6 separate regions of the Mus musculus genome follow, and regions 2, 3, 4, 5 and 6 are each linked to region 1. The links are chromatin contacts, called in public Hi-C, HiCAR-type and HiChIP or PLAC-seq maps. All regions are on one chromosome and are shown on one strand. Each heading gives the region's core, a stretch centred on a gene start, on an enhancer-like site or on the middle of the called end of the contact. The rest is flanking DNA. Distances are from core to core; before and after follow the strand shown. Region 1 holds the start of Gabrb3 (gamma-aminobutyric acid (GABA) A receptor, subunit beta 3). Region 2 holds the start of Ube3a (ubiquitin protein ligase E3A). Region 3 holds the start of Nipa1 (non imprinted in Prader-Willi/Angelman syndrome 1 homolog (human)). Region 4 has its middle 110 kb from the start of Gm39019. Region 5 holds the start of Atp10a (ATPase, class V, type 10A). Region 6 holds the start of Herc2 (HECT and RLD domain containing E3 ubiquitin protein ligase 2).

What was found. Hi-C and Micro-C count contacts between places; a contact is called where the count stands out from the background. HiCAR-type assays count read pairs that join an accessible place to other places. HiChIP or PLAC-seq counts read pairs in DNA pulled down with a chosen protein or histone mark.
Region 2: a contact with region 1 is called in a Hi-C map of cerebellum, with 2.1 times the contacts expected there. The contact joins the promoter of Ube3a here to the promoter of Gabrb3 in region 1. A contact is called at or near these places in 3 of 39 promoter capture datasets (cranial neural crest, hippocampal neurons and second pharyngeal arch cranial neural crest), 4 of 484 Hi-C or Micro-C datasets (cerebellum, embryonic stem cells and reprogramming fibroblasts) and 10 of 115 datasets of contacts at active chromatin or transcription factors (astrocytes, cardiomyocytes, embryonic forebrain and 5 more).
Region 3: a contact with region 1 is called in a HiCAR-type map of astrocytes, with 5 times the contacts expected there. The contact joins the promoter of Nipa1 here to the promoter of Gabrb3 in region 1.
Region 4: a contact with region 1 is called in an H3K27ac HiChIP or PLAC-seq map of stem cell-derived neural progenitor cells, with 12 times the contacts expected there. The contact joins the enhancer-like site here to the promoter of Gabrb3 in region 1. A contact is called at or near these places in 2 of 39 promoter capture datasets (embryonic stem cells and hippocampal neurons) and 6 of 115 datasets of contacts at active chromatin or transcription factors (VIP interneurons, astrocytes, embryonic forebrain and 3 more).
Region 5: a HiCAR-type map of astrocytes shows a contact between it and region 1, with 4 times the contacts expected there. The contact joins the promoter of Atp10a here to the promoter of Gabrb3 in region 1. A contact is called at or near these places in 1 of 39 promoter capture datasets (stem cell-derived epiblast-like cells), 1 of 484 Hi-C or Micro-C datasets (embryonic stem cells) and 6 of 115 datasets of contacts at active chromatin or transcription factors (astrocytes, embryonic forebrain, embryonic hindbrain and 2 more).
Region 6: a HiCAR-type map of astrocytes shows a contact between it and region 1, with 3 times the contacts expected there. The contact joins the promoter of Herc2 here to the promoter of Gabrb3 in region 1.

The regions. Positions count from the first base shown.
Region 1 is chr7:57,589,202-57,593,484 of GRCm38.p6, forward strand. Gabrb3 (gamma-aminobutyric acid (GABA) A receptor, subunit beta 3) reads left to right here and starts at 1,972. Exons shown (of 9, transcript NM_008071.3): 1 at 1,972-2,154; 2 at 2,280-2,371; 3 at 2,570-2,637. The coding sequence starts at 2,075. It also overlaps a transcript of Gabra5 not described here.
Region 2 is chr7:59,225,568-59,230,068 of GRCm38.p6, forward strand. Ube3a (ubiquitin protein ligase E3A) reads left to right here and starts at 3,183. Exons shown (of 11, transcript NM_001033962.2): 1 at 3,183-3,704.
Region 3 is chr7:56,018,122-56,022,123 of GRCm38.p6, forward strand. Nipa1 (non imprinted in Prader-Willi/Angelman syndrome 1 homolog (human)) reads right to left here and starts at 1,479. Exons shown (of 5, transcript NM_153578.3): 1 at 1,288-1,479. The coding sequence starts at 1,447.
Region 4 is chr7:58,841,850-58,846,009 of GRCm38.p6, forward strand. No RefSeq gene overlaps it. Among named protein-coding and RNA genes, the nearest start is that of Gm39019, 110 kb to the left of the region's middle. Within about 2 kb of position 2,447, at least 251 of the 459 cell types and tissues checked have an H3K27ac peak or open chromatin away from gene starts, as enhancers often do. A contact at or near this core is called in VIP interneurons, astrocytes, embryonic forebrain and 4 more, where this site is marked.
Region 5 is chr7:58,655,690-58,659,970 of GRCm38.p6, forward strand. It overlaps Atp10a (ATPase, class V, type 10A), which reads left to right and starts at 2,513. Exons shown (of 21, transcript NM_009728.2): 1 at 2,513-3,226. The coding sequence starts at 2,766.
Region 6 is chr7:56,048,388-56,052,580 of GRCm38.p6, forward strand. It overlaps Herc2 (HECT and RLD domain containing E3 ubiquitin protein ligase 2), which reads left to right and starts at 1,768. Exons shown (of 93, transcript NM_010418.2): 1 at 1,768-1,915; 2 at 2,469-2,561. The coding sequence starts at 2,490. Gm34121 (predicted gene, 34121) reads right to left here and starts at 1,663. Exons shown (of 3, transcript NR_166588.1): 1 at 1,355-1,663.

The DNA of each region.
Region 1 (4,283 bases), core at 722-3,221:
AGTTAGGTGCTAGGGTAACAGCTGGTGATTTATGAGACTGACAACCCCAGAAAGAGATGGAACGAGATCGAAGGCGGACCACAATGACTAGTAATGCTCTTCTGCCAGCTATAGAACATTTAAACCAGTAGGGAGGAAGACAAGGCCCTGCAATGGCGTTAGCTGGTTCACATGTGCTCTTCTGATCATTATTTATTTTTCATAGTGATGGTTCCCAGCAGGATATATCCCTAAAGTTAGTACATGCAAACAGGAGACTGGTTAACCAAAAATGTGTGTCTCGATGAAGGTGCCACTTTGCAGACAGTTCTAGTGCACACTATCAGGACACAGAATACAAAGCACTTATGAATAGACTTTTCCAGAAAATAATTAGGGAGCTATATTTATCTCTGAACCTTCCAGGTAATGCAGTCACATCTACAGTTCTATAAATAAAACTGCTGATTTTCAGAAAAGCAGAGATATTTAAAATTAATGCACACATAAAAAATGCCAGCTTGAGAATAAAAGTCTAGATTTAGATATTTACCTACATTAATCTGGTAACAGAAAAAAAAAAGATATAGGAGAAAAAAACCGAGCCAATACTGGAAAATAGTCATATATTACTATGCACTCACCGCATCCTGGACGCCTAAACTAAAGAAATTAGAAACAGACCTGATTTGTGGGGCTCCCTGTTTGACGCATGGTTTAACTATAGAAAAACAGGCAACCCGTGTCTACAGGAGAGTAGGCACTCCTTAGGTGTACAATAGTGACACACGGGTGGGGCAAGCACCAGTGGGTGTACTCTAGTGATGTACAGGTGGAATGTGCACTAGCGAGTGAACAGTGGCGATATAAAATCAGAGTGTGTACCAACTGGTGCTTGTTTTTGACCAATATTCCAGCAGTTTTCTAATGACTACTAAAGAATGGAGTCCTGTCACAAGGAAAACAAAGATATTTACCTTCAAATAAGGGTGGATGTATCTGGTCTGCACCAGAAAAGGCACATTATTTCTCATCTTCATAATGACAAGCTAGGGTCTCTTAAGTGTGGCTTGAATTGCAGTTTTTCGACAAGATTTCTCTTTGCGGTTCATTATGAATGCGTTTATGTGAGCAGGAAGGATTCGGCACTCACTTGGTTTTGCAGGAGAGGCACAGCTTAAGGAGACTGCTTTTCATAGTCATATTTGATAAATAGATAATCTTGCCGCCATGCAAAGGGCTGGAAGATGGGTCAGGCGGGAAAGCCCGCGGGTGGGGGTAGGGGCGGGGTAGGGGGAGGCGGGGATCCCCACGTCGCCGTTGGTTCCTAGCTCAGTGACGGTAGAGTGGAGCAGTTCCCACTCAGGTTAGGCTAGAGGAGCAGCGCCATGTGCTCCGGGCTCCAGGCCCTGCTGCTGCCAATCTGGCTTTCCTGGACCCTGGGGACGCGAGGATCTGAGCCCAGCAGGTGAGGATGAGGCTACCTCAGAGCTCTGCAGCTTGGATCCGGACCAGGCAGAGCGCCAAGGCTCGGTGTGAAGCCCACTGGCTCTCCCGCTGAGCAGGGCGGGGGTTGAAGGTGGAGGGTGGGATAGGGCGAGGGATGTGGAGCACTTCCTATGTCCCTGGTGCCGGTGCGTTGCACTCCGGGCCCCATCCTTCGCCCGGCCGTTGCAAGCTCTGAGGACTTGGCTCCGTGGCCCATCCCCCGCCCTGCAAGGCGCCACGCAGTCGTGGCCCTCGCCCGCAGTGTCCAGCGCGGATCTGCGGCCGCACGCAAGCCCTTCCCCGGGAGTCCGGTGCGGCCGCTGCCGCGGCTTGGGAGGGCGCCGGCGCCCCGGAGCGACCGCGGACCCATAGGGGGCGGGTGCTGTTCTTGTCCGGCTCCGCCCCCGCCTCCGCCCGCCCAGCGCACCCGCGCCAGGGCTCCTCCCTCCCGGCCCGCTCCTCCCCCCTGCTCTCCTCCCCCTCCCCCTCCGCCTCCTCCGCTCCGGGCCAGCGCGGCGGCGGTGGCGGCAGCAGCAGCAGCAGCCCCGGCTGCGGGTCGCGACGGCGGCGGGGCGCCCCCTCCCCCGTGCCGGGGCGCGGCGAAGGGATGTGGGGCTTTGCGGGAGGAAGGCTTTTCGGCATCTTCTCGGCCCCGGTGCTGGTGGCGGTGGTTTGCTGCGCTCAGAGGTAGGGTCGCTGGTGGGTTGACGGGAAGCGGGCCGGGCGCGAGCTGGCGCGCTGTGTGCGCGCCGGGCGCTGGCGGGTGAGCCGCTGCCTGACCCTGTTCTCTGTGCCATGTGCCCCTCCTTCAGCGTAAACGACCCCGGGAACATGTCCTTTGTGAAGGAGACGGTCGACAAGCTGTTGAAAGGCTACGACATTCGCCTGAGACCCGACTTCGGGGGTAAGTGGGATGCGCGCGACCGCTGCGGGAAGCGCGATCCACCGTGTTGGCGGTCTGGGTGGAGAGGGAGGCGGGGGCGGCCTCCGCGGAGCTGCAGCGGGGTGGGGTGGGTGGTCCTTTGCGAACCCCCCAATCCTCAGAGCCACCCGTACCCCCTGCTGGAGCCTGGCTGATCACGGTGTGCTGCGCTTCCCGCAGGTCCCCCAGTCTGCGTGGGGATGAACATCGACATCGCCAGCATCGACATGGTTTCTGAAGTCAACATGGTGAGTGCCTGCGCTTCCCCAAGCTGTCCCAGGCCCTATCCGGCCGCCTGGGCCCATACAAATCTCCCCTGTTGGGCTGGAGGCCCGAACCGGCCTTGGCTTCCTGGCCCGCAGGGGAAGCCGCGCTCTCTGGCGTTGGGCTCCTGCCCGCCCTGTTCCCTGCACGCTCGTGGGCGCCGGGCCTGTCGCGGGGTCCTAGACTGGCCCAGAGTCCGGATCCTCAGCGCTACCCGATGCACCCAGGCATTTCAGGAGAGCTGTCACCTGGTCGCGAGGCTTCCAGAGTGCTTTCTCCCTTCCCTTAGCAACAGGCGCTGAGCGCTGTGAAGAGAGACTGGGTGTGGGGGCGGCTTGCATCCCCAGGTGAAAGGTACTTAGGATTTCCTTTGTTGTCATTTGGAAAGAGCTGCGGATCGCAGGAGAGAAGAGCAAGTGGTTGTAGTATGTGTCTAGAGGCTTCTTTGGTGGGTGTCCCAGCCTCAGCCTCTGTTTAGAGGCCCGGCTTCCTCCGCCGGGCGCTGTCCTAGGTGCTGACGGATCCCTGACCCGCGCTCTGGAGGGAGGCTTTGCCTGGGCTCTGGAAGATTGGCATTCCAGTGTCAGGGTTTATGTATGTGCTGACAAGAGTCAATATTCTGACATGTGGAAAGAGGAGATCAGTAGCCCTACAGGCTGAGACGGTGCTCCCCCTCCCCCCTTAATGCGCCAGAAAATAAGTAGCTAAGTGATGCCTTGACTTTAGGAAACAGGTTTCATTTTTCTGTTAAGTGGAACTATAAAAATTCTAAGAATGGGTGTTTGGAAGCAATATTTTTCTAGAACAATCATTTGGCAACTTTTCTTTTGGTCAAACAATGCTGAGAATATGAGTTTGTATGTTTTTCTTATTAACGTGATGTACATTGGAATCACATGGGCAAACTTGCTCTCAACTCATACTCTCCAGTGACTCAGTCCAAGGAGTTCTGACAGACATGAGCTAGAGTGGAGTGCCGGGGTATTCACACTTAAGGACAGTAGCTCAAGTTATTTTAAAACAGGTGTTTTGTGCACAATATTTTGAGAAACTTTTCTATAAATTATAGAGCTATAATTTGTACAAATAAATGAGAATAATTTTCTTTAAGCATTATAAGATTTATGTTTAAATAAATAAATTTTGAGGTTTATAGGAAAAACATATTCCACCAAACTTATTTTCATAATTTTCTAAAAAGAATTAATTACAGCATGAGGGGCTGGACTTCTCAGGAATATAGCACATACTTACCTAACACTCACCAAGTCCTGACTTTGATAAACAGTCCTGGTCTCCAGCACTTTAAAAAAAGAAGCAACAGTGTTTGTTTGTTTGTTTTGTTCTTATTTTTAAATTGTTCTTTTCCTCTAAAATATAGCACTGGGGACATCTGTGTATCCAGGTAGTACAACATGAAACATAGTAGCACAGGAGGGACATGACTTTAGTGCACACTAAAAATAAACATTATGCACATTGAACTTTTTTGTAGCTTTACAATATACTTTTGTCCAAAAGGTGTATTTTATGGTCTGGTGGGCGCAATTTCACTTATTCCTGATCCACTGTTGGAACAATTTCAGTGGGGAATTACAAGATCACTTGAGAAAACTAATTACGTGTATAT
Region 2 (4,501 bases), core at 1,933-4,432, 1.6 Mb after region 1:
CTATACAGCAATTCCACAACAAAAAACACAAAGCAAATTCTACAACAAAACACAAGCATGTGTACACACACACACACACACACATTCCTTTGCTTAAATTGTAATTCTATTAGTTTTTAAGTTGTGAAACATGGGCCAATTGCTCACTTCTCACTATAAATTCAATTTGCAAATATACAAAATGAATACTTGCCAAGTCTGTTGCCCAGAAATTGTGTCAAAAGGCAAGTTGAACTGGAACAACGTGTGTGTGTGTGTGTGTGTGTGTGTGTGTGTGTGTGTGTGTGTCTTTTATCCATGGATTCAAAGGAAGCTGGGTTGGGGCTGGTAGCTTGGCCCATTCTAGGAGCTTAGGTGGGGTAGGAAAAGATACAAGCAACACATTAGCACTTCAGAAACTTGCTGTTAACTACTCAAATTTATATAGATGTGATCAGCATCCTAAACAAAATAAATAAAAGCAACAGAAAATATGTTGCTAAGAATGATATCTGTCTTACTACAGTCAAAATGTTTGGTCCTTGTATGCTAATAGACTAGGTTAATACTACAAAACAAAAATGTAAGCTTTAATAATAGAGTTCTGCAGCAGTGGTAAGAGTTAACAAATAAAAGATCATTTCAGCAATAGAATTTTGTATTCTGCATATATCAGTGTCAAGTAAGACATTGCCTTTAAATGAAGTATTATATTCATAATTATTGATTAACCAGATGCCTTTTTAAAAAAGACTTATTTATTTATTTTATGTATACAAGTATACTGTTGGCTATTAGCCCTTTCTTGGATGTAGGGTTGGTAAAAATCTTTTCCCAATCTGTAGGTTGCTGTTTTGTCCTGTTGACAGTATCCTTTGCCTTACAGAAGCTTTTCAATGTTATGAGATTTCATTTGTCAATATTTGATCTGTCCATAGAGCCAGAGGCATTGGTGCTCTGTTAAGGACATTTTCTCCCGACCATTTTTTTGTGTTGAGGATTTATACGTTTTCTGATCATTTTATCCTAGCTCAGGAGTAGCATATAAGTATTAGTTGACACCCAGAAAACCATACAAGTGCTCAACGGTTCTAAAAAACTTTTACAGGCCTGATTTCCTCTTTAACCGATTTACTGAAGATATGTACAGAGATTTTCTTGTATTGTTTTACAAGGCTCAGGTTGTTCTGAGTAAATAAATAGTAGACACTAAGCTTGTTTAAAGAATGAATATGCTTATACAGTTGCATGGTTCTTTTACATTTGAAATGAGAAAATATTTCAAACTATTGAGGCTCATTTAGACCTTATTACACACCTAGATACCAAGTAGCCTTTCCTAGAAAGTGTGTCTGAAAAATGAAAAAATATTATGAAAAGTATACAAATATGTTGGCAGGAATCATTCATGGTAATAATTTTTAGCATAAATATTGACTTCTCAACCTCTCTTTGAGATAGTCTCTTTTTATAGTGAGGCCTGCCATAGAACTCAAGATTTTCCTGCCTATGTTGGGGTTTCAGGCATGTACCTTTATGTCTAGCATTAATGTTTCTAAATTTTAAAAATGATAAATCAAAATACATGAAGTCCTGAACATCAGAGGCCCATATAAGAATACATATTGAACATTAAGTAAATAATTTCTTCAGATTGTTAAGAGAAATTAGTATTCTCCATGATCTCCATATAGAACTTGACTGGCACTTGGATATGTATTTCCTTTAAACTTTTAAGCTTTTTAGAAGTCTGGGCTGCTGGCTACATTTTGATAATTCACATGACTAGACCATGACCTTTCATTTTCAGACTTTTATTTAGGAGTGAATAGCTGAAAGCGTCTTCACATGCTGCAACAGTTTATGTACTTTACTTTTCTTAGCAGTCTAATGATTTTCAGTTTTGGTTTTGTATTTAAATAGTTTGCAAAGATAACTCTTTAAAGGGTTACATTTATTACTGGCCCCTTTCATATAATACAATGGTATTCCAAATGAGGATCTTTAATGGATGGAGAAAAAAAAAGAATAGAAAAAATTTAAAGTATCTTAAAATCTGATATAACAGTTGCACTTATTATTTATCCTGTAATAGTTTACACACACACACGCCTATTATTTTTTAATTTTAAAAAATTGCAAGCCTTTAATCCCAGCATTCAGAAAGCGAATCTCTGAATTCAAAGCCAGCCTGGTCTACAGAGTGGGTTCCAGGACAGCCAGGGCTTCACAGAGAAATCTGTCTTGAAAAACCAATAATAAAAATATTTTTTATAGTGGGGAGATCTTTCATATATATATGATGTGTATATATATATACACACACATACACACACATTATAGGAGCTGTAATAAACAGAAAAGCACATTAATACATGTGATTGTTACATTTTGAGCACTAGATGATTAAGGCTTACTAAGTTGCAAGCCAGGAAATAACATGTCAGCTAGTCTTTATAATAATTTAGTGTCAAAATCATTAACAACAAACCTAAGTTAAACCCTCACTCCGGTACCAACAAGTCACATGGCTCTAACAGGGTTCGGGTGTTCTGTAAATCAAAATTAGTCTCTATCCACGTGTGATCAAGCAAGGCGGTTTCTTCTCAGTTGACATCTACTGGAAGACAACACAGGAGGGGCTGGGCTTTTACCTACTAGTCTGGTAAGCCAGTGACATATCATGTTCTGGCAGAGGCTGATGGCCTTGTTTGCTGAAAGGTTGCCCAATCTCAACGCCTGAATCCTTTACTCGGACAGTTCGGATGAAAAGTCGTAAGGGTCAGCTCTAGCAACAAAACGCTTCTATGCCTCCTCGTGCCGCCAGTAGGCTACACCCTCTTGGCCTATTCGTCCCTCTGACTCCTGGGCTTTGCTAGGCTGGGTAGACCTGTCCGCTCTCGCGAGTACACCGAAGCACACTGGTCTATAGATTGAGTAAAAGGAGCAGAGGCTAAAAACACCAAGCCTCTCTCAGCCCAGTCTCAAGATGGCGACGATGCTGGCCAGCTTCCACCCAGCCCAAGGCCATCTCCCCTTCCCAAAGGCCCCTGCGCCGCAGGCGAAGGCGAGCTAGAGGAGGGCCCCACAGAGCTGCGATCGGGGCGGGGCAGAGCCCGTCGCCATCCCACGCACGCGCAACCCCGCCTCGCATCCCGCCTCCGGACTCCGAGCCCTCGCCCGGCAGGGTTGGCGCGCGCTGCCTGTCGGGATACTCGGTCCGCCCACCTAGTCCTCTCGTCCAGTGCTGCGTTCGCGAGATCCGTATTTCTCCCAAGATGGTGGCGCTCCTCTTTGGGTGACTCCAGGAGACGACAGGGCCTTTCGTCTTTGCCAGCACCTCGTCGCCCCTCCTGCGCTCGCTCTCTCGCTCGCGCACCGGGCCACGCAGCTGTTCACCGCCTCGTTACGCTTCTCTTCCGTCGACCTGTCGCTGACGGTGGCGCCTCCTTCTGCTTCTCTTCGGAGTTGCTCGCCGCCCTCGCCCCCCACTGTGGACAGATCGCGACAGCAGCGCTTCAGCGCCGACTTCAAGGTTGCCCAGGCGCCTGGCCTCTCGGCCTCGGTTTCCTGAGGAGAAGCGCGGGTCCCGCATGAGACCCGGCGGTGGCGCCAGCGAAAGGGAACGAGGCGGTGGCGGGCGGCGGCGGTGGACGAGGGCGACAAGGACCAGTGAGGCGGCCGCAGCTGCGAGGGCCGCAGCCCACGCGCGGGGGCGAGGACAGGTCAGTGCTGCTGCGGCTGCGGCCTGCCCGGCGCGCTCCCTCTGGTCTGTACCGCCGGTCCCCTCGTCACCCTCCGGCCCGCGCTGACAGGGTAGGCGCCGGGCCCTCACCCGCCTCCGTGAGCGAGTGCTTGGGGCGCGTGGTCTGGAGGGGCCGGTGCCAGGACTAGGCCCTGGTGGCTGCGGCTGCTGCAGCCTTAACTGTCAGTGCTGGCTGGACGCAGGAGGGAGGGTTTTGTCACCCACGGGTACCCGAGTGGGCCCGGGGTGGGGCGGACGTGCAGGGCGTCGAGATCGGGGGCCTCATCTAAGCAGAGATCGGAGAGCCAGCCGTGGCTTCAGGCTGCGAAAGGCAGGCCTTTTCCTCCAAAGGGGCGCTCTGGTGGGGAAGACATATTTAGATGTGTGCTTAGTGGGTTGGGGTATTGGGGGTGGATTGGAAGGAAGACGGATGAAGCGGCACCTCAAGCCCAAGGATTGCGCTCTGGTTTTATTCGTGTGCTGCTTCTGGTAGGATTCAGTAGTTGAACGTGAGTTACTGATTCCTCAGAAACTGCTGTGTTAATTTTCAATGCAAACCTGTAAGCAGTTGGCCTCCTCCTCTTCTCCCCTCCCCCTTTTCAGTTGAGAAAATGAAAAGGACGTTTTCCCCATTTTGATGCGGAGGCTTTTTGTTGGAAGAATCAGAGTTGAATGTGCTATAATTGCGTTAGCCTTAAAAATAGAAAGTATAATTTTAATAAGACTTTATCAGCTTTAGAAGAATCCTCTAAAGACAATTTTACGTCAATTTTTTTT
Region 3 (4,002 bases), core at 229-2,728, 1.6 Mb before region 1:
TGTTTGTGTACTTTGTCATGTTGCTCTCACGGTTATCCTGGTGTTGTGAGATTTGCAAGAATACCACACAAGTAAAGTACCCATCTTACTCAATCCTATAACAGACACATATATTTTTTTTATTTTTTGTCACAACAAACACTTTTGCCCAATTTTAGTGCCTGTACACATTGACAGTCTCCAACGTAGTTGCCTAATGTATACCAGATGTGTTTGTACATTACAGACACATCTGCAGGCTTGGGAGATCCTATTGGTTTTTTATTAGGATTGCAATGCTTTCATTTTGAAATAAATTTATTTAAATAAGCATTACTGGTTTTGTACTTTCGCTCAATATTTTCAGTTCTTTGTCTCTTTTCTGAAGCTTCCTGGCTACCCAGACAGCTTAGTCAAAATTTCAAACGTGTTCTGGAATTGGAACTAGTAAGTGTATTTACCTCTCATACACTGGCAACCAGCTCGTTACCCCTAGAGCCCTTGAGGTTGTGGCTCCAACCACAAGCCTTTCTTGGTTTCTCTGAAAGCAATGTTTACTTTCCCCGTCAAAGTATTCTGCCTCTTACATGCAGTGCCTGTCACAGGCCTCTCAACACAATGACATGGCATGGACAAAGAAGGTCTCTGTGCCTTATCCCACTTCCCTATCACTATGGAGTGATATCTGATGATGGGTTGACCCAGGGCATCCTCAGTAGGGGGGCCCGTTTGCATGCCTGTTTGATGTTTTCTTCATGCTTTAGACACTTCAGACAACCACAGGTAAGTTATCTAAGGATCCCAGGGCAAAAGCCGCCGGGAAGATCAGACCTTGCAATCAAGGTGACAGTGGGCACCTCAATGAAGACAGTACATCCTCTGGACCCACCACACACCCTTACTTCTTCACACCACCAAGTGTTCTCCCAAGAGCACCCCGGCCCAGTCTAAGTGAAAGGCAGGCCTGGCTCCACCCACCTCTGGATCCTATGAATAGGAAGCTCTGCCTGACAGTAGGTGAGTGAGGGCCTCTGGGCATAGGGCTCCAAGCTGAGCATCTGTCCCGATGCTCTGCTGCGGGGTAGGGGTTGGAGGACTGGACAGGTATAGGAACGGGGCAAGATGTCCGGTGAAGGGCTCCTGAAAGAGTGAATAAGGCCTCCCCGGTCGCAGAGAAGAGACAGAAGGAGACCGCGTAGAATGCGGAGGTGATGCCTGCGGGGTAGCCAGGGGAGCCGGCCCGTGCTCTGTGCACAGACACCGGCAGACGCGTGGTGCGGACCCCGGCCCGACCTCGGCCCGCCCTACCTCGCCTTTTAGCGCGCACAATGCCCTTCTTCTGCAGCACGAACGTGGACCCGTTCACTAGGCTGGACACCACAGCCACGCCCAGGCCGAGCGACACGGCGGCGGGGCTCGGGCCGCGCGCCCCCTCCCCGGCCGCCGCAGCCGCCGCCGCAGTCCCCATGCCGCCCGCGCCGCCCTCCGCTGCGCGTGCGCGCGCCGCGCCCCACGGGCTTGGAGAAGGAGCGGCGCGGGGCGGGGCAGAGAGGGAGCCGGAGTTCGGGGTCGGACTGCGAAGTAAGACAGGGGTGGGAGCGAGCTTAGGGGGTGGATGGGAAGCATGCAGTGGGATCAGAGGAGGAGCCGAAAGGCTTCTGCGGTCTGTGTGGATAGTATAATAATTCCGTAGAGCGTGCTGGTGCAGCGCCTGGGGCAGAAAGCTCTGCAGTACCAAGAGCCCTAGGGCGTCTGGTGGGGATGGTCAAGCTGTCCCCAGAGGAGCTCAGGTCTTCTAGGAACTCTGTTCTGTACTACCAAAGAGATGCTTTCTTCTTTGCTGCTTTGCTCCCTGGGAGGTCCGCTACCTTCACTCTGGATCATTGACCTTGTGATCATACTGTAGTGTTTCATTTTAATTCTTAATAAAGTATATCAAGATTATAAGGGAAAGTTATTTTGACTCACTTCGCCAACTCTCACTTAAGTATTCTGGGCCATTCCCACGCTTTCAAAGGCAATGCACATTTTTTTCTCTTTTATTGAGTGTTATGTAGCAATCTATTTCCATGTTATCACACAATTATTGTTTTAATAGCTGTGTGATGTCTATGAAAATATATTGTATCAAACCATTCATCAGATTGTTGGTTGTTAGGTTGCTCCAAGTGTTTGTTTCTCTATTCTATAATCATGCTATATTGAAAACTTAATTTAAAAAAAAGTTGGTTTAGGAAGTATACATGTCTTTTTGAAACTCTATAACGCAGTATTATTGCCGAAGCAATATAAAATTGGACTATTTATGCACTGAAACTACTGAATGGTTAGCCGCGCAGTGTGTTGAAGGCCTTTAATCCCAGGAGGCAAAGGCAGACAGATCTCTGTGAATTCAAGACCAGGCTGCTCTTCAGATCGAGTCCCAGGACAGCTAAGGCTACACAGAAACCCTGTCTTCAAAAACCATCCCCACCAACACTCTACTAAGCCAGTCTACCGTTGTTTCCTTCCGGGTGATAATTTACTCATAAAAGTCACCAATTCTGTCAGTGAGGCAAATGAAACCACTGAACTAGGGTAGTAAGATGGTTTTTTGGGGACAAACTGCCAGGCTGATTCAGACTGGAGAATAGCATCCTGCCAAATGAGCCTTGTCAGATTTATGGGGAGGAGACCTGCCGGCCAGACAGTCTGAGAGTTGGTGTAGGGACTTGGATCTCTTACAGACTGAGCTGATCAGAAACCAGGTGACCTTTCCCTGAGGTCAGGGAAGAGCGAGGGAATTTCTGTCCCCCAGAAATTGAGGAACGCTGAATTTAGGTTCCTGTGTACTCAATAATAACCTTTCTGTTCACTGGGTAAGAACCTGGCCTGGTGTGAGCGGTTGTCTTCGGATATTGTCAGCCTGCTTTGTGACCTAACTATTTTAACCATTTTTATATGTGCACTCCAGTGGCAATAGTTATGTTCCCAGTGCACAGCTGCATTTGCCACTATTCTCTTTGGAAACTTTTCCATCACTTTCATTTCTACATCACCGCAAGCCAAGATAGACGGCAATTAGCTCTTAGTGTCTGTGAATTTGCCTATTCTGGCTGTTTCACATTATGGTGAATGTCCCTGGTGACTAGCCTATTGCTTGGAGTATATACTCAGGGTTGAAACACATTGTACCACATTTAATTTTAACAACTTCATTCCTTTTTTACGCATGAGTAGTATTCAGTCATATTCATATGTAGCATTTTGTTAATTTATCTGCATCTCTTTTTAAAAATATTTTTACCTGTATGTTTGCCTGCATGTATGTGTGTGTGTACTAGTTGTGTTCCTGATACCTGTAGAAGTCAGAAGAGGGCCCTGGTTTCCCCGGATCTAGAGTTACAGATAGTTGTGAACTGCCACATGACTGCTGAAAACTAAACCCAGGTCTTCTGCAGGAGCGGCGAGTACTCTTTATGGCAGAGCCATCTTTCAGCTCCTTCTTGTATCTTTTAACCATTGTGAATTAAGCTGCAATGAAGACAGGTATAAAAGTTTATATGAAGTGTCTGCTTTTTAAAAAAATGTTTATTTTTACTAGTAACTGTGTGTGTGTGTGTGTGTGTGTGTGTGTGTGTGTGTGTGTGTGTAGGCATATGTATATGTGTGTATCCTTGAGAGCAGGTACCTGCAGAGGCTGTTGGATCCCCTGGAGCTGGAGTTACAGGCTATTGTGTGCTACCGTAGATCTGGGAACCGAACTCAGGTCTTCACAAGACCAAAGCATATTCTTAATTAAAAAAGGGATCTCTCCAGCCTATTATTATTTTTTAATATCACAAAGCTTATTTTTTTGACCACTTAAGTGCATATGATTCATACAGATACACATGCATATATGTAGTTAAAAGTGAAAAATTTTTTTTTAGAAAACGGACGCTTCATATAAACTTTCACACTAGCATTCATTCATTTGCAATGGTCAAAATACCATTATTTAAGCTTCTTATTTTCTAAATTACTTTTAAGCCAAGGAGAGTA
Region 4 (4,160 bases), core at 1,197-3,696, 1.3 Mb after region 1:
ATGTAAACACAAGCTTGAGGTCTGGATGAATAATTAGTATTCCTATCTTCTGGGTTGTAGGTGGCCATAGTGGCTACTACTATGGAAGATTTGTCATTCTTGCCCCCAACTTAGAATATAAGGCCCTGGAGCACAGGACAGGTTTGACTTGTTATCCAGAAACCCAGAGGAAACATAATGTGAGCCTTCTCTTCCCCAGCACATCTAGCATATCATGATACTAGATGCCTCATGGCCAGGCACACTACGTTGACAGCTTTGACAGAGTGTCTCAGGCCAGAGAATGGTTATCAATACTCATCACTACCCTCTTTTCATAAGCCTAAGGGGAATGATTGTCCAGGAAACAGGCAACTTCTTCTTTTTCCTGCAAAATCTTGAAGCAAAAGATAATGAAAATGGTCAGGCCCATCTCCATCAGCAACTTCCTGTATAGATAACTTTAGGACTGCTAAATCTCATGAAGTAGAAAGGCATCCTAGCCTGGTGCCTGAAAAAGAGTAAAGAATCCCAGTGAAAAATGTACTTCACACCAAAGAGAAGCACTAATATCCACATATTATTCAAACACAAAGAAAGGACATCTTAGTGTTTTACTACTTGTGAGATTGCTGACTATGGCAGCCTTATCAAAGCCTGCTGGGAATGTTATATAAACTCTTCACTGGAAATAGTCACAGAAAGCATAGCAAGCACTTCAAAACAGGATTGCGGCCTCACATCTCTGTCCACTGTGGAGTCATGATCACCTTTACTTAGGAGGCTGAAGGTATCGTCCAGCTGCTGAGCCCAATTCCTTGTTCTGAGTTCTCATTGCACAAACTAAGATGTGAGGAGTTACCAGAGCTGTTCAGAGGTAAGGAGAATGTGGGGTGCACAATGAAGACCCTTCTGCTAGAAGTGCTTTGTCTTTCTGGTTGTCATTAACTATACCTCAATGGCTGTTTCACAAGAGAGGGAGCTGTACCGTGCCGATACTCAGGAAGCCCTACCTATCTTGGCTCTTATTTATACTTTTTCACAGAGAAGTTTCTGGCACAGAGCTACCTCTCCCCCAACACTCCCCAGTGCCTGTAGAAAAGCTGCATGTGCTGGGAAATCAGCCTGCAGGTCTTCCCCCTTCTCATTCCATGGCTAACTGACACAAAGCATGTTTCCCTGGCAGATGGTCTGAGAATTTATCTCCCTATAAAATTAGCTCCGCAACAAATGTGTCTGCCCTGACTCGGAAGCTCAAAATAACCCATTAGAGCCCAGGTGGTCATAAATCTCTGTCCTGTGTTATGGCTCACAAGAGTGGGAAACACATCAGACTTGAACTTCATAGAGGAAAGTCCTGCTATTTTTAGCCCCTGCCTTCTCTCAGAGAAAACAACATTCTTCCAGCTTTCAGGCTCTAGAAGAGCTGCCTTTAACCCTTCAACTAGCCTCCCTAGAAATGCTCCCAGGCCTGACCTTGCACCCTTGAGTGCATGCTTTATGTCCTCCATAGCAGTTACCTCCTCATGGCACCTGCTTGTTCATTTTTCAGGTGTTTATTGTCTTCCTGTTATCCCTGAGTGAGTAAGGATCCTTCTGAGAACACCAGAGAGAGGAAACTGTATTCTTCATGGTTAATTAAGGGTGTTTTTTTTTTATGATTGTCAAAACTTGTTTTCATCTGTGTATTAAATAGTGCCATTGCACAACAGGAAACATACATATTTCATGGGACCTATTTATTTATAAACAAACAAACAAATAAGTGCACAGCGTCTACCAGCTTATTAGTGGACTGGATTTTCTAAGCATACATTATTACATTATGCCTTTTAAAGTAGCTTTATAAAAGAAGGTTTCTTATGCTATATAACCTTTAACTTTTTTGAATCTGTAAGATTATCAAAATCCCCTCCTCTGGGTTTTTTTCTGGAATCATGCCCTGGAAGCAAGCCATCATAATTTATTGCTTAAGATGACATACATTGCTTTGTTGCTTTCAAAGAAATCTATGATTATAATATAATATTCTTCTGTATTGAAAAGGGGGCTGGATTTTTGGCTACATCTAAAGGTACAGCTGTCTTCTCCTACTCCAGGGGCATCTTGTATTTTCCAGCACTCTCTGCACACAAGGCAGAATATCTTTGGGAGCCTGCCCCAGAAATCCTTCCCCTGATAAACGTCCCCAAGGGCTATCTTGTGATCCTCACAAACATAGTACAGATTTTGTGGATGGGCGTTGGAGTTAAGAAAACACCCAAGCATTTGCTGTTGTCTAGTGCACAGATTAGAATAAGCCAAAGCTGCTGAGCTGCTTTGATTTTTTTTCGTTGCTATGCTCAGAGCCCCTGGAACACCACTCCCAACGGTGGATGAAAAATCGTGCCTCTGCCAGCCATGAAGTGTGAGGCTCTGAGCTATTTTTGGCTTCATTTTCTCAGAGGGCTGGTCACGTGGGGCTGCTGTCTGCAGCTTTCCTGCTGGTATGCGGCAGAAGCTGTATTGATTCATTCCTCCCTCCTCCAGTGCTTCCCCTTTTCTCTTTTCTCCCTCTCCTCGGGCGGGCTAGGAACTCACCAGAGAAGAAGGTCCCAGTCAGAGGCTCCAGAGAGATCTCTTTGAATAAGAATACCATTTCTTACTCCCCAGGTTTTCTTGAATATACATACATATGCATATAGCTAACATTTATTTTAATTACCATTTAATTTTTTTTTCATTCGTAGCTCACTCAGCATTGCAGGGTGTAAAAATGTAAATGCTGAGCCCCAGAAATGAAGTACATGTAGACCTTAGAGAGTTTTTCTCAACCCCCTACAAATTATGGTTTACATAAGGAGGAAATAAGGGCGGGGGAGTCAGTATTAAGTACTGGAGGGGATGGGAGAGAGATACAGAGGGTCAGGAAATAGAATAAAAATATGTAGCAGTGGGAGATGAGGGAAACAAGAGGCTCCCAGGACCCAACAGGATGACTTTAGCGGAAATGCACAGAGACGGGGTAGATAGAACCTGTAGAGACCAACTCCCTTGTGTGAGTAGCCAATTTTTATAGAATAATTTCTAGAAAAATTTCTAGGATAATTCTAATTTGCCTCTGTATCTATTTTCCTATCAACTTAGAAGGAACAAATTGAGTTTTTGTTTGGGTTTTTTGTTTTTTGTTTCTGTTTTTGTTTGTCTTTTCCAAATGTCCTTTCTGACATCTCTTCAAGGCTGCTCAGTCTCTATCCTTGTCCTCATTTCCATACCACTTCACCCTGCACCCACTACAGCTTCTAAGGTAGCTCTCAGCTCTGCGCGTGAGCAGCCTAGAAGACCTCAGGAGAGCAAAAGGCTTCAGAACTACCACAGATATCCCAAGACTGCTTGCCCTCTCTTGAGGCTAACAGGGCCTGCTCCCTCACTGCTGAAGTCCGGCCTGTGAAGACTGATATTCTACTCTTCAGGGCTAGAGCAGGACCCTGCAGCTTCTGGCAGAATACATGGCAAAGCCAACTTCAGTGTCACTTGAAAGAAGCAATGAGGCCTGTGCTTAAAGGTTGGATGCAATGCTGGAGTTGATCCTTCCTAGATTCATATTTCTCTTAAAAATTACTTTTAGTATTATCATTAGTTTCTGTGTGTGTATGCTATATCAGGAGTGGGGTACACATGCCCTAACATGCATGCAGACGTCTAAAGACAATTTTACACAGTCATTCTTTCCCCCTATCTTTATATGGGTTCTGGGGATTTAACTGATGTCTCCAGGCTTGTACAACTAGTGCTTTTTCTCACTGAATTCCCTCACTGTCCCTCAGACTCGTGTTTCTAAGTTCATGAAATTAAATACATCATATGACAATGGAAACCAATTTCGTTGTAATAATAAAATAGCTTCTAAAAGACAAATAAAATTTGCTGTACAGAAATAAATGTACCTCAGTAAAAAGCTAAATAATCTATCTTTGGGTTTTATCTGTTGCAAGTTTGGACAGACAATGTTTCAAGATAATTGCAATAACCATGATACAATTGGACATGGATGACTACCAGTGAGACAGAACTTGGGCTTCCCAGACAAAATATTGGATTACCAGTCTACATTTAAATTTCAAATTGTTCCAATTATTATATGTGGGACATGCTTATATTAAAATACTGTTCATTTTTATAAAATTCAGATTCAACTAGGT
Region 5 (4,281 bases), core at 1,263-3,762, 1.1 Mb after region 1:
CTCAGTGCTGTAAGTATGTTTCTTGACTTGGACAGTTTTCCTTCTCATTCCTGCTGCCCACAACAATGCCAGGGTAAATACCAGTGATGAAAAGAGGCTTACTGGACAAGATGGGTTCAGTGATCTTCCCAGGACCCAGGACCCAGAACCCAGGTGCCATTAAAAAAGTACAGAGATTTGAGGGGCAAGCATTGGCCAGGCTACGTCACAGCCTTGTTTCTTGTCAAGTAAGCCTAAAGTCTATGCATTCGTCTGGTGGGCAACATCTAAGCTCAAAAGTCCCACAAAACCTGGGATTGTGTACATGTGTATGTGCATGCATGCATGCGTGTATGTGTGTGTAAGATGAGCTAAGACCAACTAGAAATACTGAATTTGGATTGGTTAAGAGTATGTGAGAGAAGATTCCAGACTGGTGGGGTAGTGTGACTCACAGAATCTTGGAATCTTAGCATGGAATGTAGACGGGGGGACACGGTCTGTTCTGAGAAGGGTAAGGAGGCCTCTCACCCTGGGGTTGGCAGGGACTAGAAGGTGCAGAGTTAAAGCATCTGGTGCCAGTTCCCCGAGGTCCTCAAGGGACCTTTGCCTGAGGAGTCAGCATTTGACTTTGAAAGCAACGGGGGATTCCTAGGAGCTTGAGGGTAAGGAAATGAAATAAAGTGCTCATGTGACTACATTGACAGTGGGGACTGAATGAAGCACAGATCTTAAAAGGGGGTCAACTGACTTGAAGGCTGTGGGGCAATCCTGGAATATCTGTAAAGACAAGCGACCGCCAAGGAATGAAGGAACTGGCCGACCTGGAACTCCACTAGGTTAGATGATGGAGTTGAAAGCAGAGTCAGGTGTTAAAGACTGGATTTTCTCCTAATCTTTGGCTTAGGATTGTCAACCCTGAGATGAGAGTTCTTTTGGGGGAAATGCAGACACTTTAGCCCAATGTTTTTCTTATCTTGGTTTCACCCTTCAAATTTGAACCTCTTACTGGGAGTGGATATTTGATAGGGAGGGAAATTTTCTCTTCTCTTCTCTTCTCTTCTCTTCTCTTCTCTTCTCTTCTCTTCTCTTCTCTTCTCTTCTCTTCTCTTCTCTCTCTTCCCTTCCCTTCCCTTCCCCTCTCCTCTCCTCTCCTCTCCTCTCCTCTCCTCTCCTCTTCCCTTTCATTCCTTCTCTCTTCCCTCCCTCCCTCCCTCCCTCCTTTCCTTCCTTCCTTCCTTCCTTCCTTCCTTCCTTCCTTCCTTCCTTCCTTCCTTCCTTCCGTAGCTGTTACTTTACTCTTCTAATGCTGGATTCTATTGACTACTATGGGCTTGGTCAAGGATGATAACCTCCAATAGCTGGGTAGCATGTGAACCAAGGAGCACAAGGTTGGACACCCAAAAAGAGGGATAGGAAAAGACAAGTGATTTTTCAGTAAAGCCAGATCAGGACCCTCAGAGGAAGTACCCAAAGCTAGCAAATGGTGCTGAGGTAGGGAGAGAAAGGAAGGACTAGCCTGTTAAAGGAAGAGGCTAAGGTCCTCAAATCTGAACACAAAGTACCCCAAAGTTATTTCTCATTTATTTGCCAGCCATGCTCTCCTAGACCACAAATATCCCCATTTCTCATCTCTGTATCTGTAAAGAGGCACACGGAGTGGAAGTTGTGGGCCCCTACTTCACCTGTAGTATGCTTCCCAGCTCCTTCCAAAGTCACCTTCAATTTCCCAATATTCAATGTATGTAAACTCCTCTCTCCCATCAACAGGAAAGGAACCCTTTGCTCACATTCCCTCAGCTGCCCATCAGGCTCCCTCTCTGCCCAGTCTTTTTCTAGATCTCTAGAACAAAACTGCCCTAGGGAATCTCAGTCCTTGTTTACCAGGCAGGGAAACAGTGACCCAAATGTTTCTTTGGATCTATATTATAATCTTCTCTTCTATGAAGAAATTTAAAAAAAAGTCCTATTTGGGGAACAAAGAATGTTGAAGGTAATTCTAGAAAAAGAAAATTTCCAGTTCACCAAAAAATTATATCTGAAAGTAAGTGCAAGCTGGAGGGTAGGGTGTTTTTTTGTTTTTTTTTTTGTTTTGTTTTTTTTTGGGGGGGGGGACAGAAATAGTGACTTTATGGAGAGTACTTAGGTGGCAATGCGCTTTTCAAAACATAATTTGGAAACTGGAAAATCGGTATACTAAGGATTCTGGGTTTAACTTCAAATGACCCAGCCTTGAGGAGGTCCTAAACCAGCTCTCCAGACAACATTTCCTGGTCCTGGATCAAGTCTGTCTGCTCTAGTTAGAGCGCGCGGGCTAGGAGGGGATGGGGCGAACTGATACTCAGTCTTCCTCTCTTAGTGGCACAGTGAGTTTGCAAACTCTCTGGGACTAAACTGGATGCCTCAGAGAAACGAAAGTAAAGCTCTCTAAAGTTTCCAGCGCGGGCTCTTTTTGTTTCCCGCTATCCGCCCAATCTGAATCTGGGCGCTGAGTGAGGGCGGGGCAGAGGAGCCACCTCGGCGGAAACCGCCCAGGCCGCCTGGGTGGCGGGAGGGGACTGCGAGGGGAAGAGCGCCGAGCCGGCCCGCGACCTCCTGCCCGCGGGGACTAGTAGACCTGGAAGTCTGGACAGGCTGCGCGGGCTGGGCGGGGCTCGGCACGCTGACTGTGGTGTCTGTGCGTCCCGCAGGAGGGGAGTCCGCGCTGCCGCGCCCGGGCGGCGGGCGATGATCACCTAGGAGGCTGGCGCGAGCGGCAGAGGAGCCGGGCGCGGCGACACGCGGCCATGGAGCGGGAGCTCCCGGCGGCCGAAGAGTCCGCATCCTCGGGATGGCGGCGGCCGCGAAGAAGGCGCTGGGAGGGCAGGACGCGCACGGTGCGCTCCAACCTGCTACCGCCTCTGGGCACCGAGGACTCCACGATCGGAGCCCCCAAGGGCGAGCGGCTGCTGATGCGCGGCTGCATCCAGCACCTGGCCGACAACCGCCTCAAGACCACCAAGTACACGCTGCTGTCCTTCTTGCCCAAGAATCTCTTCGAGCAGTTCCACCGCCTAGCCAATGTGTACTTCGTCTTCATCGCGCTGCTCAACTTTGTGCCGGCTGTGAACGCCTTCCAGCCGGGCCTGGCACTGGCGCCTGTGCTCTTCATTCTGGCGGTCACAGCCATCAAAGACCTGTGGGAGGACTACAGCCGACACCGCTCGGACCATGAAATCAACCACCTGGGCTGCCTTGTCTTCAGCAGGTGAGCCAAACTGAGCATCCGAAAAAAGGGTGTTGAGTGTGACTTGCACGAGTCCAGGATGGCCCGCGGAGTAGCCTGGGCCAGGTGAAAATCATTCATCCTCAAAGATGCAGGGGTGCACACAGGTCCCCTGTTCCAGATTAGCACTAAACTTAATTTCTAAACTAGAACGAACCAATGGTTGGCATCTGGTTGCACGTGTTTAGTTTCATCCACATCTGCCCTTACCCTATGCCTAGAATATGATCACCTGAAGTCCTGGCCTCAATCCTTGGCCAAGTCACCATGGCATTTAACACACAGGAATTTATAGCTTGGTCTTAGATAATAGATGTTTTGGGACAAAAAGTTCTGATTCATCGGGCACAGATTAGATTGAAGGTCAGGCAAAAACAACAGTCCATCCATTTAAGTTAGCTATGATCCCGCCACAGTCTGGGTACCATTTTTTAGTCTCCTTGCTCCTTCTCCCTGACCCTGCCGGTGCCCCTCTCTCTCCCTCTGTCCTCCTTTGCCTCTCCTTTTCTTAGGCTTCTTCTTTCTCCACCTTGCTGCAGTGTTTTTGAGATAGGATCTCAATGTAGCTCAGGGTGATGACCTAGTGATGAGCTTCCTTCCTTAGTTTCCCCAGTGCTGGGACATGCCACGAGCCATCTTTTCCTTCCTTCCTTCTTTCCTTCCTTCCTTCCTTCCTTCCTTCCTTCCTTCCACCCCCCCTCTTTTTCCTTTCTCTTTCTTTCCTTCTCTCTCTTTTTCTCTTTCATTAGTTCTTTTTAAAATTAATTAGTTAATTAATTTATTTTTCACTCCAGATTTTATTCCCCTCCTGGTTACCCTTCGACTTTTCCACATCCCATACCTTCTCCCACCCTTTCTCCACAAGGATGTCCCCACCCCTCACCCCACCAGACCTCTAAATTTCATGGGGCCTTCCAGTCTCTTGAGGGTTAAGTGCATCTTTTCTGATTGAACCCAGACCCAGCAGTCCTCTGCTGTATATGTGTTGGGGGCCTCATATCAGCTGGTGTAGGCTGCCTGGTTGGTGGTCCAGTGTC
Region 6 (4,193 bases), core at 518-3,017, 1.5 Mb before region 1:
TAGCCCAAACCAGCGAGTTTAGAGAGATAGAACTACTTATTGGCAAAACATATGAAGATTTTGCCTCTGACAGAGACTATCTTTGGGTCCCTTCTCTAGTAGCTCACTCTGTCTCTGTGTATTTTGTACTTTCTTATCTCCCTCTCTGTGTTTCTGGTTTCAAGAAATCTTGGCTGAGTTTTGAGACCTTGCTTTTCCTGCTGCCTCAATCTTCAAATTGACAAATAAACACACACAGACACACACACACACACACACACACACACACACACACAAAACCTCTGCCATCCTAGACACTTCACCACATTGCCTCACTATGGTTTGAATGTCCCTTCAGATCTCCTGTTGAAATATTACAGTTTTTGTCGCAGTATTAGGAGGTGGACCCTTTAAGATGTGATCAAGTCAAGTAGACTATGCCTCATGGATCAAAATGATGTGTTTGCTTGGTGTATTCTTGCCACACATGGGTTCTCTTGCCTCTATACCATGCTATGCAACATCAGAAATGCCGTCACCAGATACCAGTGCTATGCTCTTAGACTTAGCCTCCAGAAGTGTGAGGTACAAATGCCTGTATTTATTATTCAGTCATGTTGTTACAGCAACACAAAATGGACTACAAACATCGTTTTTTTAGAGCTAGCAGACACAGTTCTAAAAATGTACGTAGGTAAACATGCTTCAGTATGTGGAGGGACGAAGGGTGTCTTGCATGAGAAGGGAGCCTAAGGGCCAGAGATGCCTCCTCGGGTGTTACCTTCTACTGGTAATTATGCTGTCATGCCTCAGGTTCAAAGCCCTGTCCACCCTAACTGTATTTTGGATGTGGTTGAATTTGAAACCTTGTTCAGATACTTTTGAGTTGAAGCAGAAGTAAATTAGAGTCACACAGTCTTTGGGAGGTGTGATAGACTGTGGATCTTTTATACTGCTTCCTGCTGCTTGAAACAGAGATGTGATGTCTGAGCTATGGCAAATCCCTTGACCCTTGGGAGTGAGTTTGAAGATACATACCAAGGATGACAAAAGACAGGTATTTTAACGTTGCAACTGGGCCACCATACCACTGTGGCATATCCCTCATTGCTGCCTTCTAACACGTGGGAAAAAAATGAACCATCGTATTTAAAACAACAAATCGCACCCAGTTCCTATTTCAAATGTTCTAAGTCCTTTCTTTGCCTTCTCATGGAAAAGTTTAATTTCCACATGCTTGAAGATTATGTTATGTTTTATTTGTAGTTATTTGATTATTCCATGATGATCAGAGAACATATTTTGTGTGATTTTAATTGCTCTTTTCTTACTCCCGCACCCCCATTCCCCCAGGGTCTCTTAACCCAGAATTCACCTGCTTCTGCCTTCCTGGTGCCAGGGTTAAAGGCGAGTACTACCAGGCCCGGATCAATTACTTTTTCTTAAATTTCCTCTTCTGTCCACTGACTCAAAGGCCAAAAGGACGCTGTCGTTAAAGCACAGGGAGCCTCGAGAACCTCGTCCCGCTGCAAATACCTTACCAACTTCGGGTCCCTGGAAGCAAACACAGTCTGGGAAGGGTTGGGACTGGGCAAGCCAGCGTGCGTGCGCACAAGTCCCACCTCCCGGCGTCTGCGGTTGGCTCTCGCTGAGCGGGTGAGTCTCAAGAAGGAAGCTGAGTCGTGCTGAAGGAAGCGGAAGTTGGGGGAGGGGCGTGCGACGCTGCTCGTCCATTGGCTGAAGCCGTCTCTCACCCTTGCGCTATTGGGCGGGCGCAGCCATGCGTCAGCGTGCGCTTCGGGCCGCAGACTGGATCGCGAGCGCCGGCCGGCTCCTGCAGGGAGTGTTCCCTCAGCCGGCTGGCGGAGCAGGCGGCGCCAGGGCTGGCCGAGCTGGGCCGAAGGAGGGCGGAGGGGCCGAAGACGGGCGGCGCCAGGTCCGGGAGAGCGGGGCCCGGAGAGCGGCGGGCGGAAGGCGGGCGTTGGCGCGGAGGAACCAGGGCCTGTGCGCCTCGGAGGCCGCGCAGTCACGGCTGTCTTTTTAGTATTTAGGCGATTGTTGTAGATTTATCTGCAGACATGACTTTTGTTTATTTACCACACTCCGCCGGACTGCTGTAGGTATAGCGGCTGATGCACACTGGTGTCATTTGTCGTTGCGATAGTGAGTTTTTTTTCCTGACGTGTGTCTGTGTGTGTCCCTTTGGATTTAAAGGAGTGGGATGACATTGTGCAGTGGTCGCCGGTGACCACTGTAGGTCCGGCCGGCGTATTGGGAAATCCCAGCGACTCTACCTCTATTGGAAGTGGTATTTCCCTCCCTTCTCCCGTTCTGGGGCCAGCTTTCCCTCTCATCCCTCATCCTCTCGTCCCCTCCCCCAGCTCTCCTTCCCTGTTTTATGTTCTGTCTCGGCCGCGTTAAACAGCAGGATGGTGTAAATAGCAGTTTAAAGAAGCTCGAGGGCTCCAGCGTTTGTGTTTGACTTGCAGGTCTGACCACCCGGAGGAAACATGCCTTCTGAGTCTTTCTGTTTGGCTGCCCAGTCTCGCCTTGACTCCAAATGGTTGAAAACAGATATCCAGGTGGGGTGAACATGGTTTTCTCTTTTCTTTGTGTGTTCCTGTCTCTATAAAAAATGTTTGCTTGAGGAGAATGTGTGAGTGAATGGCAATTAGATCTTGTCTTAGGAAGATTATTTCTTATAATTTACAATGTGACATTTATTATGACTGTTGAAGAGATGCTATGTGGTTGTGGCTTAATTGAAGTTAGTTGTAAGTGCAAGAAACTTGAGATCCAGTTATGCAATTTTTCAGTATTTTTATTCTGGAGGCTTATTTTTATTTGTTTATTTTTTTAAGACAGGGTTTCATATTCCCAGGCTGGCCTTGAACTCCTCAGTGTAGGTGAGGATGACCTGACATCCGATCCTTTTGCCTCCACCTCTTGAGTGCTAGCATTGCAGCACCTTAACACCTTGCTGGGATTATGTGGTATAGTTAGGCAGGTATTTTACCAGCTGAACTCCATCCCAGGTCCTGCCAACATTCTTAATCAAGACTTGACTGTTGTTTGTTTCTTTTTCTTTTTTTCCCCCCTCTTATTTTTAGAAAGGGTCTCCCTGTTAACTCACTGTGCCTGGCTGGCCTCTGCATCCTGAGTCCTGGGATGAAAGGCATGTCCTGATATTTTTGCTATTGATTTTGTATGTCCTGATACTATGCAGGGAAGCAGGAAAGTGATATGTAGTTAGCATTTTCTGCGATTTTGTATTTGTTCTCCCGGAGAGGTGACAGTTTAGATGAGCTGTTGGTTTTATATGTCATCTGTAATTAAGAGAAATGCTCAGATTTTCACACCAGGAACAAGAGAAACAGAATGCTGGCTTGTGATGGTAATGTTTAATAAAGTAATTACAAGTGTTATCAGGAAATTATTAACTAAATGATCACAATAAAATTTTTGTAGATGGTTCCCTATAAGCTACTGTTGTTTATGAATAGTTTGGAAGAGTACTTTTGGATCTGGATATCACCAGCTTAAAAAAAGTGTCTGAGATGTTTCTATTGTCTGTGTATTCTTTCCTCCTTTTCGAGGCGAGGATGCTGAACACATTAAATATTTGTCAAACAATCGACTTTTTGTAACAGTCTTACGGATAGCTTATTATCAGCAATCACTACTGTAAGGCAGCGTATGCAGCGATTGATTATGGAGTTTTATAAATGGAAAGTTATTGCCTTCTCTTGATTTCCTTTTCCCTTTAAACTAGGGTTGAGTGCTGATAGATCTGAGTCCAAGTGTTGAGGACTGCTGGAGATGACTGTTGGAGATACTAGGTTTGCTGCTCATGGTGTGCTGTAATAGGACTGAGCTAAGGGATTGAAAGTACTTTGGTAGTTCTTAACCTTTGTTGTTTAAATACTTCTTTTAGTTTAGCTGTTAGTGTCTGCTTTCTTTTTGTCTTTTGTAAGCAGATTGGAGAGGTGAAAAATAAGTGATTTTTTTTTTTATATCTGAAATACTGAGAGTCAGACAAACTTTAAAAAACATTAAAGACTTATTTTTGTGTGTATATGATGTGAGTCAGTGTGTTCTTGTTGGAAGGTGTGCATGTGCCGTCCATGTGTGTAGAGGTTGGAGGACAACCCCAGTGTGAGTCCTGAACTTCCGCAGTGTGTGCAGCAGGATCTCTGTGTATATACTCCAGCCTG